Linked DNA regions of Sus scrofa: region 1 is linked to region 2. The links are chromatin contacts, called in public HiChIP or PLAC-seq maps. All regions are on one chromosome and are shown on one strand. The core of a region is the stretch at or near the end of the contact, and the rest is flanking DNA. Distances in the headings are between cores, read along the strand shown. Region 1 holds the start of ACBD5 (acyl-CoA-binding domain-containing protein 5). Region 2 holds the start of YME1L1 (ATP-dependent zinc metalloprotease YME1L1).

The links. HiChIP or PLAC-seq counts read pairs in DNA pulled down with a chosen protein or histone mark.
Region 1: a contact with region 2 is called in an H3K27ac HiChIP or PLAC-seq map of skeletal muscle. The contact joins the promoter of ACBD5 here to the promoter of YME1L1 in region 2. A contact is called at or near these places in 1 of 5 promoter capture datasets (liver), 15 of 47 Hi-C or Micro-C datasets (blood, brain, embryonic fibroblasts and 7 more) and 2 of 2 datasets of contacts at active chromatin or transcription factors (alveolar macrophages and skeletal muscle).

The regions. Positions count from the first base shown.
Region 1 is chr10:48,920,526-48,924,242 of Sscrofa11.1, reverse strand. ACBD5 (acyl-CoA-binding domain-containing protein 5) reads left to right here and starts at 1,866. Exons shown (of 14, transcript XM_013980249.2): 1 at 1,866-2,003; 2 at 3,310-3,478. The coding sequence starts at 3,403.
Region 2 is chr10:48,853,813-48,857,183 of Sscrofa11.1, reverse strand. It overlaps YME1L1 (ATP-dependent zinc metalloprotease YME1L1), which reads left to right and starts at 1,956. Exons shown (of 19, transcript XM_021064882.1): 1 at 1,956-2,186. The coding sequence starts at 2,154. It overlaps MASTL (serine/threonine-protein kinase greatwall), which reads right to left and starts at 1,289. Exons shown (of 13, transcript XM_021064881.1): 1 at 857-1,289. The coding sequence starts at 1,042.

The DNA.
Region 1 (3,717 bases), core at 617-3,116, 67 kb before region 2:
TGCATCCTCATGGATTCTAGTCGGACTCATTATTGCTGAACCATGATAGGTACTCTAGAAATGGGCCCATTTTTTTTTTGGCTGTGCCTGAGGCATGCAGAAGGCCAGGGATCGAGCCTATGCCACAGCAGCCACTTGAGCATCTGAAGCAACAATGCCCTATCCTTAACCTGCTGTGCCACCAGGGAAATTCACTGGGCCTATTCTTTTTTTTTTTTTTTGCTTAGGCTGCACTTGAAGCATGCAGAGGTTCCCAGCTAGGGGTTGAATCAGAGCTACAGCCGCCAGCCTACGCCACAGCCACAGCAACTCAGGATCCAAGCAGTGTCTGTGACCTACACCACAGCTCATGGCAACTCCAGATTCTCAACCCACTGAGCAAGGCCAAGGATCAAACCTGCACCTCATGGTTCCTAGTCTGATTTGTTTCAGCTGCACCATGATGGGAACTCCTAGTGGGCCAATTCTTAATTAAAATATCTCTAGAAATATGTGATCAAGGACAATCATCTATTGTGGTGATCATAATACATATATCGAATCATGGAGTTCCCATCATGGCTCAGTGGTTAACGAATCTGACTAGGAACCATGAGGTTGAGAGTTCGATCCCTGGCCTTGCTCAGCGGGTTAGGGATCCAGCATTGCCGTGAGCTATGGTGTAGGTTGCAGATGCGGCTCAGATCCCGAGTTGCTGTGGCTCTGGCATAAGCTGGCGGCTACAGATCCAATTAGACCTCCAGCCTGGAAACCTAGATATGCTGAGGGAGTGACCCTAGAAATGGCAAAAAGACAAAAAAAAAAAAATTGAATCATTATGTTGTACACCTGAAACTATTGTTATATAGATATATATTGTACATCAATACATCTCAATTTTTTAAAAAAGAATGCTTCATAATAGGCACTGTGCTGAAAGTACTAAAAGCCATTAGTGTTCCATAAGATATATTTTAGGTGGAATTACAGGATTGCATAATTGGAAGGCACCTTAGGAACTGATTCAATCCATCATATGTCAATCATTATATGTCAGTAGGAATTACCACATCTAAACCAGCACTGCTAACTTCTTTACCTGAATAACCTCAATGTCCTTTCTCCTTATACTATTATCCTTGACTGTAAATCCATACTACCAGCAAACAGAAATACAACAGACATCACTGGCAGAAAAATTCTTATTCATCACTACCTAAAGACCAACATACTCTAAATTAGCTTATTATGAACAGTTGTCAAAATGAAGTCCTAGATGTGAAATAAATATCCAAACCTTTTTATAAGTATGCATAACTGAGTGAAATTGAAACGGATATATAACAAAAGAGCAAGAAAAGATTAGAGGAAGCAGCAGCTATTCAGCACATAACCTCCCCCTCGTTTGAATAAATTAGAAAAATTGTTAGTCTCTTACACTTTGGTGTCCCGCAAAAAGTCCAAGATTTAAAGCAAGGTTTTTTTGGATTGACTGACGCCTGGTTCAGCTACTCCTGTACTTACTACTACTTGACCTTGAGAAAATCAGTTAATATGATTTTCAATTTCCTCATTCGTAAACACCCTACAGGGTTTTTGGAATACATGTTACATGCCTGGCAAATATCAGGCACGCAGTAAGGCATAGTCTTTACTACCTGAAGGCAATATAACAGCACACGACCTCAAAGTTAATAAGCCTCAGGAGCAAGAAATGAGACGGATCTCCAGGACCTCTCTGAAAGACACCACGGAGGGTCTGTCCCTTTGGCTGAGGCGGATGTGGTATTTGGCAGGAGCTCAAAGGACGACGCAACAGGAAGGCGGGATTTCCGCCGCAACGGCTCCAGCGTCTGCCGGACCAAGGAACCAAACAGGAACAAGTGGGAGGAACGACCTCAGCTGGAGGCAGGTGTCCCGAAGCGTAGCGGAGCGGGGACTACATTTCCCACAAGTCCGCGGGGGCAGGGCGAGGGGCGGGCGTCGGGGACCTTACCGGACAGGTCTTGCCCGGCAATGCTAAGGTAAATGCCGGCACTGCGACTCCAAGGGAAAAGTAACTTAGAGCCTGCGCCTAAATTTGGACTAGTCACCCTCTAACCCATCCCGAACTGACGGAAGCGACCTGGCAATTTTGGGATTTCCAGGCCGCAGGACTCCGCCCCCAGAACCCGTAGCAGTGCCCCCTCGGTGGGCCTGGGGGCGCATCCTACATGCCTGAGGACGCGGGGCGCTGTGCTAGAAAGGTGAAGGCCCAGGATACCCCTTTCTAGGGTTGACGATCCGTACTGGTCCCCCGTTCGCCCCTCCCCCACGCCCTGTCGCCCATTAGGTCTGCCAGAAGCTGTACTGTGCCCGGCTTCCTGGGGCTAGATATCGCGGGTGGTGCAGGGGAAGGTGCTCTCTCTCCCCCAGCCCAGTCTAATTAGCCGGCGATCTCCCGTCTCCTTTGGTTGTTGCGCAGACGTCCTTGCCTTGGGGGCGGCTAAAGCTGTCAAAGACTGAGAGCCAAGCACGGCTAAACACTCCATCCAGCATCCCTAATCCTTTCATATACCCTTTAGGGTGATATAAAGATTGTCACTGGAGAGGCTAAGTAGCTTACCCTGGGTGACAGAACTAAAATGGCAGAACTTAAGTTTCGTAACAAGCCTCTGCGGATCTAAAGCTCTTAAGTCCCATCAGCTTTCTCAAACCCTAACCTCAGGAGCAGGCGCTGAAGACCAAAGTCATTTTTTTTTTTTTTGCCCAGCGGTACCACGCGCGCTGCAACCCCGCGTCGGCTACTCTGGCGCGGACCCAGCAATCCATTCTGTTTTAAACATCGAGCCCTGGGCTCTCCGCGGATCCACCTGACTGCTTTTATTTCCCCCCTTCTCCGGCCCTCCTCTGGGGACCTACAGTTCGCGTCATCTCGGTGGCCGCGGGGACGGTGGGTGGAGTTTACTGCGCAGCGGCGGCTGCAGCGAGTGGGTCCGGGGAGGGTTTGGGGCGGGGCCGCAGGGAGGGCGCGGACAGACAGACCGACCTCGCCGGGATGGGGGGTGTGGCTGCTCCACCAGGGTCCTGCGGGTGGGAGAGTGGCTCCGCCACCACCAGTGGCCGGGGCTCCTCTGACTCCTGCTAGAGATGCTCTTTCTCTCGGTGAGTTGTTTTTCTGTCTTGGAGGCCTGGCTCCCAGCCTTGGTCACGCCCCGGGGAGGAAGAAGGAGCCGGGCCTTATCGGACGGTGTGGCCTGGATGGGGCAGGGCCACGGGGAACTGACCAGCTGCTCTCTGGGTCCTCCTCCCTGTGGGCATGTTGATCCGCGGCTGCGCTCCTTGTTCCAGTTTCATGCAGGCTCCTGGGAAAGCTGGTGCTGCTGCTGCTGCCTGATTCCAGCCGACAGACCTTGGGACCGGGGCCGGCGCTGGCGGCTGGAGATGGCGGACACGAGATCCGTGCATGAGACCAGATTTGAAGCGGCTGTGAAGGTGATCCAGAGTTTGCCGAAAAATGGTACGTACACTGGGGCCCCGTCGTAGAGCCTCCTGCAGAGGCCTGAGGCCCCAATTTCTGAATCTCACCTCCTTTAACCTTTCTGCCTTTTGTCTCGCTAATTTAGCCTACTTTCTTTACTACGTTGAAAAGGAATGTAATTATAGGGGAGGTATCCGATGTGAATCAAATGCCTGCTCATCTTTCTAGCCAGAGACAAATATATTATCCAGATTTTAAGTAGTTTATATTGTTGTTGA
Region 2 (3,371 bases), core at 707-3,206:
CTTTAATCCACTGAGAGAGGCCAGGGATAGAATCTGCATACCCATGGATACTAGTCGGTTTCGGTTTTGTTACCGCTGAGCCAAAATGGGAACTCTACATTGAAAGCTCTTGAATGCTTCTGAAAGGATATATACTATTCCAAGGACAAAGGAGTATTTAGGACCTATTTCAGCTTAGTCTTTAAATAAAAGTACCGTGGAGATTTATAATGAAATGTTTGAAGAGGAAAGCCCGGTTTGTTTAATGAGGTCTTTAGGATATTTAGGTCAGAGGTTAATCTATTTCACAGGATGGTGACTACAGTTAACAATACTGCATCGTATATTTGAAAGCTGCTGAGAGAGATCTTAAAAGTTCTCATTACAAGAAAAAAAAAATTGTAGCTGGGTTGTAACGTTTGTTAACTAGATTTACCGTGTTGATCATTTCACTATGTAGACAAATAATGAGTCATTATCTTGTACACCTGAAACTAATATATGTCAAATACATCTCGATACAAAAGAAATGAGTCTACATCAAACTGATGTAATTAAAATATAATTTGGAAATACCGGTTTCAAACTTAAAGTTTCAACCTTAATCCTGGTAAAAACTTAATTACTAGTAAAAAGGATTCCAAAATTCTGGCGTCTCCTAAACCTTCACTGTGTGAAGGGAAGGGCGGGGCAGAGGCATCACAGACTTGCCCGCGCTGCCAGCCAAGTGAGAAATCATCTCGCAGGGCTCCGAAGGCTTTGGCAAGCCAAGCACCCAGTCTAGTCGCTCCGGCGGCCCTGGGACCTGCCCGATTCACGGGGCAGGAAGGAGGGCCGAAGGGCCAGACTCTTGTTTTCTTTATTCTTTGACTCTTACCTTCACCGCATACAACCTGTCGCCTTTCTGCCCCAGATACACCTTCCCGAAGGCGCCACGGCTGATGGGCTTCACTATGGTAAACTCCTCAATGGATGGAGGTCTGGGCACCGGGATCCTAGTCACACACGCCCCAGTTGCCGCGCCTCCTCCGCTCTCCATTTCGCTGCCCGCGGTGGGCTCCATTGCAGGCCCCCCAGGATGCAAGACCGCAGCAGCGCCTAAGGCCCCTGCTAGAGCCGCAACTCCCGCCAATTGGGTTCAAAGTAAGGCTCCGCCCAAGCCGCGCGCCGGCCGTGACGTCATCCCGTCACCGCTCCCACTCTCGCCAAGCCCAGCGCGGCCTCGCTCCAGTCACCGCCCCTGCGTCGATGCGTGAGCCTTTGGGCGTGAGGGCGGGGCAGCTGAGAAATTCCTGAGCAACCACTGACTCTTCCAGAGTGGTCGCGGTCCACTTATTTTATTTGTGATGACTCCGGAGGGCAAAATTATTGAGAGCAGGGAGAAGAGAGCATGGGAGCCTGAATCTGAATCGCAAGATTTAAGTTTTCTCCCGCCTTCCATCTGGTGGGACCCTGCTCTCATCCCGCTTAAGAAAAAAAAAAAAATCCTAAGAACTACCACCCGCGGAAGAAACGTAAACCAGTTCGGTCTCGTCAGTAATACCAGGCCAGTGACAACACAGAATGTGGAGAAACTGGATGAGCAGGAAGCCCATGACTGCCCTGTAATTTGACATTTTAACAGAATGTATGTAACTTGCCTTTCTGAAGCAGGATGAGTTTTTGATTTATTGTGGGCAAGATAAGGAGGACTAAATTGTAACAAAAGCGCTTATGGCTCGAGGCCCAGTCAGAACAGAATATATTGGAAGTATTGATAAGGAAGCTGGAGAAAGATTTGACAGGGTTGATGCCACTCCCCCTTAAAAAGAAAACTACAGCCACATAGCCTTGGGGACCCGGCGCGTGTCTAACTCAGTGTGAACATGAACTACTTTGGGGGCGTCAGCTGCGGCGGGGGAAACTCAGGTCCCTGAAAAGGCCTAAAGTTGACGCACGACTCGGGGAGGGGGCCTCGTCTGCCCCGGAAGTACTGTTGCGTTAGCGCCTTGCCTTCCGGGGCACAGTGCTTGTCGTTGTAGCAGCTGTGGGAAGGGGAGGCCATCTTCCATTTCTAGGAAGAGTAAGGGCGAGGGGAGAGTGAAGGTGGTGAAGGGCTCAGCGCCTCCCCGCCAGGCGGTGGCCTAGAGGAGCAGTTTCGGCAGGCGGGTGAGGTCGCTGAGGGCCCGGAAAAGATGTTTTCCCTGTCGAGTACCGTGCAGCCCCAGGTAGGTCCGGCATCCAGTCGGTTTTTCTTCCTTTCTGCCCGCGGCTGTTTGCCTTTTGCGTTTGCTGGAAGCGGTTTCTCTTAAGGGGTCGTAGGAAAGAAGCGATTAACCTAGTTGGACTCCTGAGGTTGAAAAGGGCTCGGGGCCACGCTGTAAAGGATTGACGAGGAAATAGAGGCATAATACGAGCGTGATGGAGACATTGGTTTTTCGACTTGATTGCGTGGAATTTTTGCTAGAGAATCCATCAGGCTTTGTTGAGTGCTGGACATTCTGGGGTGGGCGGGGGTAGGGAGACGTCTTTGTCACAGACGTAAAGAGCGCACGAAATAAACTCTTCAAAGACTTTGGTATTAACAATTCTATTCTCTGTTCTTTCTTTTAAAGGAATTTAAACATATTATAAAATTTTGAATAATCTACGTTTTCTTTTGATCAAATGTGACTAATAAGTATATATTTACAAGTTATTCACTGCTTTCAGTTAATATTTTGATTCAGCCTCCTCTCGGTGTTTTAGTTTATAAAGCAAAAGGGCAGAGAAAAAAATGCCGAGCATTTGAGTTTTTATTTTTTATTTATTTTTTTAATATATATTCTGGGTTTTGGGTTTTTTGGCTTTTTTCTTTTTTCTTTTTTTCTTTTTTTTCTTTAAGGGCCGTACACGCGGCATATGGAGGTTCCCAGGCTAGGGGTCTAATCGGAGCTGTAACTGCAGGCCTGTGGCAGAGCCACAGCAACGCCAGATCCAAGCCTCTCTGCAATCTACATCACAGCTCAGGGCAACTCTGGATCCTTAACCCACTGAGCAGGGCCAGGGGTCGAACCCAAGTCCTCATGGTTCCTAGTCGGATTCGTTTCCGCTGTGCCACGATGGGAACTCCTTGGATTTTTAATTATCTTCTTTCAGGGGTAATCACTTGTGACAGTGTTTTATTCTTAGTTCAATTAAAAATCTTTTTTGGATGATAACGTTGAGATTTTTTTCTTTGAGAGTTCTTCCCTGCTTTGCAAATAAACATTTTTTGAAAACATTCAGTTTTAAAAATAATTTTAGAGACTCTAGTTCCTTAAGCTTATTATTATGTCCCTTTGTGTAATTTCTACCCCTTTGTTTTTCTTTTTTGCTAGTACTGACTGGATAATAGAAAATGAAGTGGTTAGTTATTTACTGGCGTGTGTTAG